Linked DNA regions of Mus musculus: all the other regions are linked to region 1. The links are chromatin contacts, called in public HiChIP or PLAC-seq maps. All regions are on one chromosome and are shown on one strand. The core of a region is the stretch at or near the end of the contact, and the rest is flanking DNA. Distances in the headings are between cores, read along the strand shown. Region 1 has its middle 11 kb from the start of Gm34637. Region 2 has its middle 32 kb from the start of Gm40271. Region 3 has its middle 4.7 kb from the start of Gm40271.

Region 1 (2,700 bases), core at 30-2,529:
GTTGAAGCTCTGAAAGAGTCAATGGCACCCAGTGTCGTCAATCCAGGAGCATCATATGAGTGGTCTCCAAAGTCAGTGCTTCTCAGCACACCTCCAGTAGGTGTCTGTCTACACTGGTCATGCACGATATGGCTTCTGGACCTGTATCTAACTCCTTCCCTTTGTTTATATGTTAAGGACAATTTCTTCAGATAAAGAAATCCATCTGAAATTCATAAATACCAAGCAGTACATGATGCATAAGAACAGTCACCAGCAATCTGTTAAAGCCACTGAATTCCGTGTGCATTTGCATGTATGTATGCGCATGTTCATGTGGATTCAGGCACACTTGTGTACATACCTGTTTATGCGTATATATGCAAATGGAGCTGGAGGTTAAAGGGCAATCTTCAGGTGCTCTCTACATTTTTTTTAAATGGCAGATAGTTTAGCATTCTGCAACTTGCTGAGGGGGTGGGCTAAGAAGTCCCAGAAACCCACCTGCCTCCTCCCTAACACTGAGATTCCAAGTGTGCACAACCACACCCAGCTTGTTTTTAATGTGAGTTCTGGGAATCATGTCCTTGTGCTCCCAAGGTAAGCGCTTATTGATGAGCTATCTCCCAAGCCCCTCGACTGAGTTCTTAAGGGACCACCGAATGGCTAACTCAAAAGCAATAATTGTGCCCAAAGACGTAAACTCTGACCCAGAAGACAACGCTTCTCAATGTTATCAAGAAATCTCCGTTGCACAGACAAGTACTGAAGAGATCCGGCTTGGCTCAGCAATAGCATTTGTCACCAAGGAGTGTATCCTCCTTTCTGCCTATCAGAAAATGCCTGCAACCTCACCTCCAAGCACAGGCATAGGCAAGCACACATACACACGCACACGCCCCCACTCACACATACACACACTGTGGAAGCTAGCCGGCAGCCCAGCCCACTTGATCTCTCTTCAAACCCAGAGAGCCCTTGCTGACTCCACAAACCCTGGTCTACACCCCGGCTGTAGGCGGCTCTTGACTGGCAGAGCTGCAAGCCAGGGTATCTTTGTAGGGAACAACACCCTGCCAGGCTAGACTGTAACCTGCTGATGCGGTGTAACCTCACCAGCACTGTGGAGATGCCACATCTGGAGTCTTTCCCGGGATTTTCACTCGAGTTCCGTTCAATAGCTACCCTGTCTTTGGTGTGTTAGCACGTTGATGAGGCTGGCACTCTGTTCAGACATTCAGCCTATCTCTTTCCCCAGGGCTGCGTGACTCCCGTGACTCCTCCCCCAGACACAAACCTCCTTTCAGCCGCGCTGAGACTCTAAGCCCTCTCCCCTTCAGCTAAGAGCCATTGTATCAGCTGTGATTTATGTACAGGCCTTTGTTGGACTCCTGGTTTTGACAGTCTCTGTGTTGTCGAATGGTAATAATTACGGGGCCTTTCATCCTTTATTTACGGGATTGCTCTGGGGGAGAGAGGCCTGGCAATGGGGTGGGGGAGTGCGGGGGGGGGGTGCCGGGGGGTGCCGGGGGGTGCCGGGGGGAGAGGCTCTTTTTCTGAACCTCGATACAGAACCAAAGGAGTAGGGGTGCTTTGGAAGTTATAAATAGCAGCTCAGAGAATAAAGAAGTCACCTCTGCAGGCTAAGGGAGCTTACAGAGGACAAAGGACTCCGAGAGCTGGGAACACTGTGCTGCTTGGAGACTGACAGGGCTAAATCGGGCGTTTCCAGGGTCCTGCCCCTTGTTTTCAAGCAGCAGAGTTTCATCTGAACTCAGGTCTCTGACTGAGGTGACAGGGATGTAGCTTCATTTCACTCAGCCTGCGAGGAAGCCTCCTCTCTGCCTGTGGGGATGTCCTTCCCTACCTCCACAAGCCCTTCTCAGATAGGTCTAGAGCTTTCTGAAGCTCCCGTATTACCCAGGGCTCACTTGTGAGTAGCCTAGGTCACATGGATGCTTCTGGACAATAGGAGTGGACAGAAGGATGCTGGGACTGGAGGCCAGGTGCTCAATGGCGATTAATGCTCAAAAAGACACAGCAGAGGAAAATGCTAGACCAGCAATGAACTTGAATGTGCGAAATTAACCTTAAAGTCCTGAGCCGCTAAGATTTCTGGGTTTATCTGTTCCTGGAGCACAGTCACTTATCTGATCAGCTTTGTAGCTGTCCAGCTTGGGCATAGAGATACCAGGGGCCATCCACTACCCTCAGAGTGTTCTCAGTCTGAGGGAGGAGGCAATATCAGGATAAATATGAGGGATGGCCACAGTGGAGGACTAGCACTGTGTGAACACAGAGAAGGTTATCTTGCCAGATCTGTGGTACCAGGAGTGCTCCCTGGAGTCAAGTGTCTTGTGAGGGATCTCGGAAAGCAGGTCTCAGGCAGTGGAGCAGACATAGCCGTGGGGACTTGGGGCAGGGAAATAACAGAGGACTGGCATGGACAAGAGTGGTGGTGCTGTCATGGACAACACTGCCAGGAACTCCAAGACAACCTAGTGCTGACTCACTGAGAGCCCCTGGACCTGGGGAAAGGAACAATTAGTACAGCTGGTTTTCGTGGGCGCTGCCAACGACTGGGGAGGATGTGGACAAGAACATGGATGTGGATCATACGGAGAATAAGGATGTGGGGATGGGGAAGCACAAGAAGACAGAGCACAGATAGGATGTGGCTGTCAGACTGGATGTGGTCCAGGGGGGATGAGAATCACAGGG
Region 2 (2,700 bases), core at 125-2,624, 200 kb after region 1:
CAGGGCTCACACACAGATTTCTCTCAAAGCTACCATGGAAGAAGCGTGTCTCCATGTGCAGTTGGGAATGGGAGAGATTGCCATCCTGTTGCTATTCTATTTCCCTTTCATTTAGTTTGGACAAGGGAGGCCACACTCCTTCAATAAGGCCTTTCTTTCCCCTAGCCGAGTGGGTCATTCACTGAAGTCGGTGGCAGGAGAGCTGACAGGAGGGCTGAGGGCCAGGGAGATCAGGAAACATGGAGTGACGACTCAGACTTGATGCTTGCTAAACAGAGCTGGGCTGAACTGGGAGGTAGCAGCACCTGCCCTGTCCCATGTCCGTGTCCTGGGTTTCAGATGCCCAGAGCCCTGGCAGAGGCCTAGGCCTGGCCTCTCACTCACCCAGTGGGCAGTGAGAAGCTGTCTCCAAACCCAGGGAGACAGAGGCAAAAAAATAAAATAAAATAAAATAAAATAAAATAAAATAAAATAAAATAAAAAGCAAAACCAGCATCCCAGGGATAGGTTCCGGGTTCTAGTATGCAATGGGGGGTAGGGGGAGTGATTTCATCTCAGGCGTCTATATACCTTTTTATGATAGTGGGATTCATTTGTCTCTGTTTTCAAGATGCCTGCTCATTTCAGACACTGAAAGATCTTCAGTGTAAAAAAAGAAGGTCACCATGGCCCTCACCTCTCAGGCTGTGTCCCAGAATAGAAGTGTTCATCCTCTAATTTCTGGTTAGAGGCTAGCTCAGAGTCCGAACCCTTGGCTCCCTTCCCAACACTTCATAGCATCTGGAAAGAGGGAAATCCCTTCTAGATTTCTTTCTTCACTTTTTAAAAAAAAATTGTTTTTGGTTTTTATTTCATTTAAGTGTGCCCCGCTCCCTTCTCTTACATTTTCTCCATTTCTCTGTCTTATACAAGACAGGAGGCTGACTCTTGAAATCCCAACATTAGGAGGCTGAGGCAAGAGGATTGCTGGGTTCCTGGGAAATCTGGGCTATATAGCACATTCCAGGCCAGCCTGGGCTACAGATGCTAACTCAAAACCGCAGCAGCGAATCTCCTTGTCTGTCTGTCAGTCGGTCTGTCCCTACATATCCCTATCATTCTGTCTTGCTCTTGCGTGTTTCTTTCTTTCTTCAAATTTCAAAGAAAACCCAGTGAATAACTGACTATTCAGGACCTGCAGAATGAGGCCTCTTTGGACTGGTCTGTAGTCAAAGCAGTCCGCACTTCTAAAAGGGGGACTGCAGGCTGATCTACCCAAAGCAGAGCAGTGGCTGGGGCAGCAATGTTTCCTGCACTGAGACTGGCCATCTGTATGCAAATCTCAGAGACCCGGCAAACTTGCATCAGCCTGGCTGGCCTGGCAGGCTGGGCCTCAGCAATTACCAGAGCACATCGAGCCTTTGTGCCCATGGCTGGGCTTTGTGGGCGCCGAGGCTGCCCAGCACCTGCACCTCAGAGGTGGCAGATGGCAGGACTTGGCAGCAATATGGAAGTTTGCCTGATTGTGGCTGAGCCACAAATGGACATCTTTTATTTCTTCCTGGGGGTGGGGGGCTCGAGAGAGAGGATTAGTGCTAGATTACCACCCATTTATGTGCTCCACAAATATTTATTGAGTGCTTACTAAGTGTCCTGCCACCAGTGGCCTAAGAAGGAGCTCCTCAAAGGACAGGCATGGTGTGAGTACTTTATTAAGAGAAAGAAAAAAGATCTGAAAAATGAACTATTGACATTCAAAATCAGTTCATAGGGAGTTGGCAACAGAGTGCCACCAAGGTCTTGATTTCATTCCTGGAGACTCTGACCAATACAGTAAGGCACATGGAGCCCCTCCCTTCCTGTAGGCCCACAGAGCCCAGATCCTCCTGACCCTTCCACCACAGGCATATGCAAGCTGCTAGAAAACCACAGTGCCACAGCTGGAGTATGCTCATGTAGGTGTTAAAGTAGCATTGAAGGAGCCAGGAGGGGCGGCCCACGCCTTTACTCCCAGCACTCAGGAGGCAGAGGCAGGTGGATCTCTGAGTCAAGGGCAGCCTGGTCTTCAGAACAAGTACCAGGATAGCCAGTGCAACATAGGAAAACACTGTCTCAGAAAGCCAAGAATAAAAAAGAAAGAAAAAAAAGGCAGAAAGAATAGGAAGGGGAAAGGAAAAGGAATGGGAAAGGAAGGGAAGGGGAAGGTCAGGGGAAGGGGGATGAAAGGGGAAGAGGAAGGGAAGGGGAGGGGAAGGGAAGGGGGGAAGAGGAAGGGAAGGGGGAGGGAAGGGGGAGGGGGATGAAAGGGGAAGAGGAAGGGAAGGGGAGGGGAAGGAAAGGGGAAGAGGAAGGGAAGGGGAGGGGAAGGAAAGGGGAAGAGGAAGGGAAGGGGGAGGGAAGGGGAAGGAAAGGGAAAGAGAAAGGGAAGGGGAGGGGAAGGAAAGGGGAAGAGGAAGGGAAGGGGGAGGGAAGGGGAGGGGAGGGGAAGGGAAGGGAGAGGGAAGGGGAAAGAAAGGGGGAAGGGAAGGGGAAAGGGGAAGGGCAGAAAAAGCAATGAAGGTTCATTAAGGGAAAGCTGTTGTCTCCTGGTCAATAGAACGGCATTCGCCCCTGGATGGACACAGACCATTGTCTAGTTGGGAAAGAGCTAATCCATTTGACCTAGCCAAAGGACATCCCTTAGGAAGGCGGCTTCACCTGAAGCCATGCTAAAGAGATAGG
Region 3 (2,700 bases), core at 161-2,660, 220 kb after region 1:
GAGACAGGGTTCATGGTTTCTCTGTGTAGCCCTGGCTGTCCTGGATCTCACGCTGTAGACCAGGCTGACCTCGAACACAGAAATCCGCCTGCCTCTGCCTCCCAAATGCTGGGATTAAAAGGCGTGCGCCACCACTGCCTGGCGCCAACTGAAATTTCTAAGGAAAAACATTTCACAAGGTCAGGTACTATGAAGCTTCACTGTGCACACACAGTAGAGGGTCATAGGCTCTCAGGAAGCTACAGATCTACTGCTGGGACAAACAGGTCCCAGAAGTCCCCAAGGGTCCCAGGCTGGCAGAATCATCAGGAGGGATGACGGAAGTTAGCCTATGGTTCCAAGACTCTGATACCAGGATCTGGGAACTAGACCTCAGTAAGAGGCTGTGGGGACATTCCCAAGAAGGACTGTCGTTAGCCTCCTAAAGGGGGTCCATCTTTCTCTCTTATATGCATAGACACAGATGGAGACATAAGTAGATATACACACAGGGAGAAACACACACACACAAGCACACTGACACATACACACATACAAAGATACACACAGGAACATGGACACACACAGATGGAGGGAGACACACAGAACTAGTGACATTTACACAGATGGGAGACTGACACCCACCAGAACACCAAACCACAAACGGAGACACACACAATCACAGACGTACATATGGACATACAGACACAGAGAACAGAGGCCTTCACGGAAAAAAAAAAAAAACAAAAACTGATGGGGAGAGAAGGAGAGGCTGAGAAGAAGGAAGGAAGGAGGAGAAAGAGAAGCAGAGGGAAAGAATGCAGAGCTCAAAAGGGCCACACAGGAGAGCCCACCCAGGCCTCTGAGGGCAGATGGGGTGTAGACACAACCCTGCCCTCCCTCTGCCTGTTATTTCAAAGGACTACATCCTTCAGGTCCCTCCCACTTGGCAGCTCCTAATTTAAGCCTGTGAAGGTGTTAGATTGGATAATTCCACTATGGGGACCAGAGGAGACTGCCAGGGGTAAAATGACCAGGTGGAATACACTAGGACTAGGGCACATTGAGAAGAGTATTAAACAGCATGGCAGGAAGGGGGAAAGAGACTTCGGAGAGGGCTTCTCTGGGGCCCCTGAACAAGTGCCTGCAACCCTGCCTGGAGGCTGGGAGCGCTGGCAGACCTAGGCGGCGGCGGCGGCAGCAGCAGCCGCTGGCCAGCCTGGTTTCCCTCAGCTACAGACAGCCTGGCTCCAGGCCCACCTCCCGGTGCCCTGGGCCTGACATCTTCTGGGCAGAGCCACGGTGCCCCAGGAGCCATGTGGATGGTGTTAGTAAACACGCTTTCTTGCGCCCAGCCTGGCAAGGCCTGTGGGCAGCGGGAGGGCGTAGAGCTGGCAGCTCCCACGGCTGGGCAGGAGGACGGGAGGGTGGACCGGCGGGCAGACGGGCGGGCAGGCCGCCCTGCACAGCCAAGCCAAGGCCCAGAATGGAGCAGCTGCTCCTGTCACCATGGAGACGGAACTGAACAATGAGCAGCCAGAGATGCAGCATGGCTGCCTGGCACCGCGGCCACACTCCCGCCAGGCCCTCACACCTACACACAGGAGCTCATGCACTCACCCTCATGTGCGCCTGCATGCATGGACGTACGTGCACATATGCGCACACACGCATGCAGAGTTCCAGGAAGGAGAAAGAAATAGAGAAACCGGGTAAGGACAGTAGAATCTATAGAAAAGGAAGGAGAATGTGAGATGAGGTTCACAGCCTTACAGTTGCAAAGTTGAGCAGAAAAAAAAAAAAAAATCTCACCCTTTGATTCTGGCTAAAAATACCTTAAAAAAAAAAAAGGCAGCTTTGCAGAGGGTCATGTGGTGCCCTGGATTCTTGTGTAACAGGAGAGCTGAAGGGGTTCTAATTAGCAAAAGGCATCTTGAGTCCCATCCCCTTCCCCCTTGACGCGGGTTGCTGAGAGACCCTCACAAAGCTGTTAGTCCCCAGGAAATGAGGATACATTGTTAAAAATGAGCCTAAATCCCAGGTGATTCCTCTCTCCAAGACAATGCAGAGAGGAGGCTGGCTGGCTCAGCCACGGGCTGGAGAGGAGTCGGAGAAAGGCCCCCGTCCAAGTCCTTTAAGAAAAAGTAACCAGTGGCATCCGGGCAGGGAAGGTGGGTGGGCATCAGCTTGTAGTGCACAGGGGCACCTTCTGGGCAAGTTCCCCTTCTGTGAACTGGTGAACTCTTAGCCCCAGCAGCTCCTAGATCCCCAGATATTACCTGCTCCTGCCACTCAGAGGAGCATACAGAAGTTTATGAACACTGAGGAAACAGACAGGATTACCATGAGTTCAAGCCAGGTGTTGGTTACAAAGTGAGACCTTGTCTCAAAAAGCACAAAAGAAGGCAAAGAAAGAAAAGAAAGGGGGAGGGGGTTGGAAAGAAGGGAGGAGGCAGGAAAAAGGGAGGGGAAGGAAGAGGAGAGGAGAGGAGAAGGAAGAGGAAAGGGGAGGGGAGGCCAGCCGATATAGGTATAGACAGACATCTCCCTAACTATCCCTTCCAGCCTGGTATCTGGAAACTCAGTCTGCTCTTCTCAGCATCTCTGTCCAGGGGCTGACAGACGCTGTATTTCAGCATTATCTTAAGCTTCCAACAGGCTACTTATTTTTTCCTGGCTTCACCTATTTCTCTTCTTCCTTCTGGGCAGGTGAATGCTGTG

What was found. HiChIP or PLAC-seq counts read pairs in DNA pulled down with a chosen protein or histone mark.
Region 2: an H3K4me3 HiChIP or PLAC-seq map of embryonic forebrain shows a contact between it and region 1, with 3 times the contacts expected there. The contact joins two enhancer-like sites. A contact is called at or near these places in 2 of 484 Hi-C or Micro-C datasets (nephron progenitors and neural progenitor cells) and 5 of 115 datasets of contacts at active chromatin or transcription factors (craniofacial prominence, embryonic basal ganglia, embryonic forebrain and 2 more).
Region 3: an H3K4me3 HiChIP or PLAC-seq map of embryonic forebrain shows a contact between it and region 1, with 5 times the contacts expected there. The contact joins two enhancer-like sites. A contact is called at or near these places in 5 of 39 promoter capture datasets (cranial neural crest, frontonasal cranial neural crest, liver and 2 more), 1 of 484 Hi-C or Micro-C datasets (cerebellum) and 11 of 115 datasets of contacts at active chromatin or transcription factors (SST interneurons, astrocytes, embryonic basal ganglia and 7 more).

What each region holds. Positions count from the first base shown.
Region 1 is chr12:12,679,567-12,682,266 of GRCm38.p6, forward strand. No RefSeq gene overlaps it. Among named protein-coding and RNA genes, the nearest start is that of Gm34637, 11 kb to the left of the region's middle. Within about 2 kb of position 1,280, at least 117 of the 459 cell types and tissues checked have an H3K27ac peak or open chromatin away from gene starts, as enhancers often do. A contact at or near this core is called in SST interneurons, cerebellum, embryonic basal ganglia and 5 more, where this site is marked.
Region 2 is chr12:12,876,382-12,879,081 of GRCm38.p6, forward strand. No RefSeq gene overlaps it. Among named protein-coding and RNA genes, the nearest start is that of Gm40271, 32 kb to the right of the region's middle. Within about 2 kb of position 1,375, at least 43 of the 459 cell types and tissues checked have an H3K27ac peak or open chromatin away from gene starts, as enhancers often do. A contact at or near this core is called in embryonic basal ganglia, embryonic forebrain and neural progenitor cells, where this site is marked.
Region 3 is chr12:12,903,376-12,906,075 of GRCm38.p6, forward strand. No RefSeq gene overlaps it. Among named protein-coding and RNA genes, the nearest start is that of Gm40271, 4.7 kb to the right of the region's middle. Within about 2 kb of position 1,411, at least 141 of the 459 cell types and tissues checked have an H3K27ac peak or open chromatin away from gene starts, as enhancers often do. A contact at or near this core is called in SST interneurons, cerebellum, embryonic basal ganglia and 5 more, where this site is marked.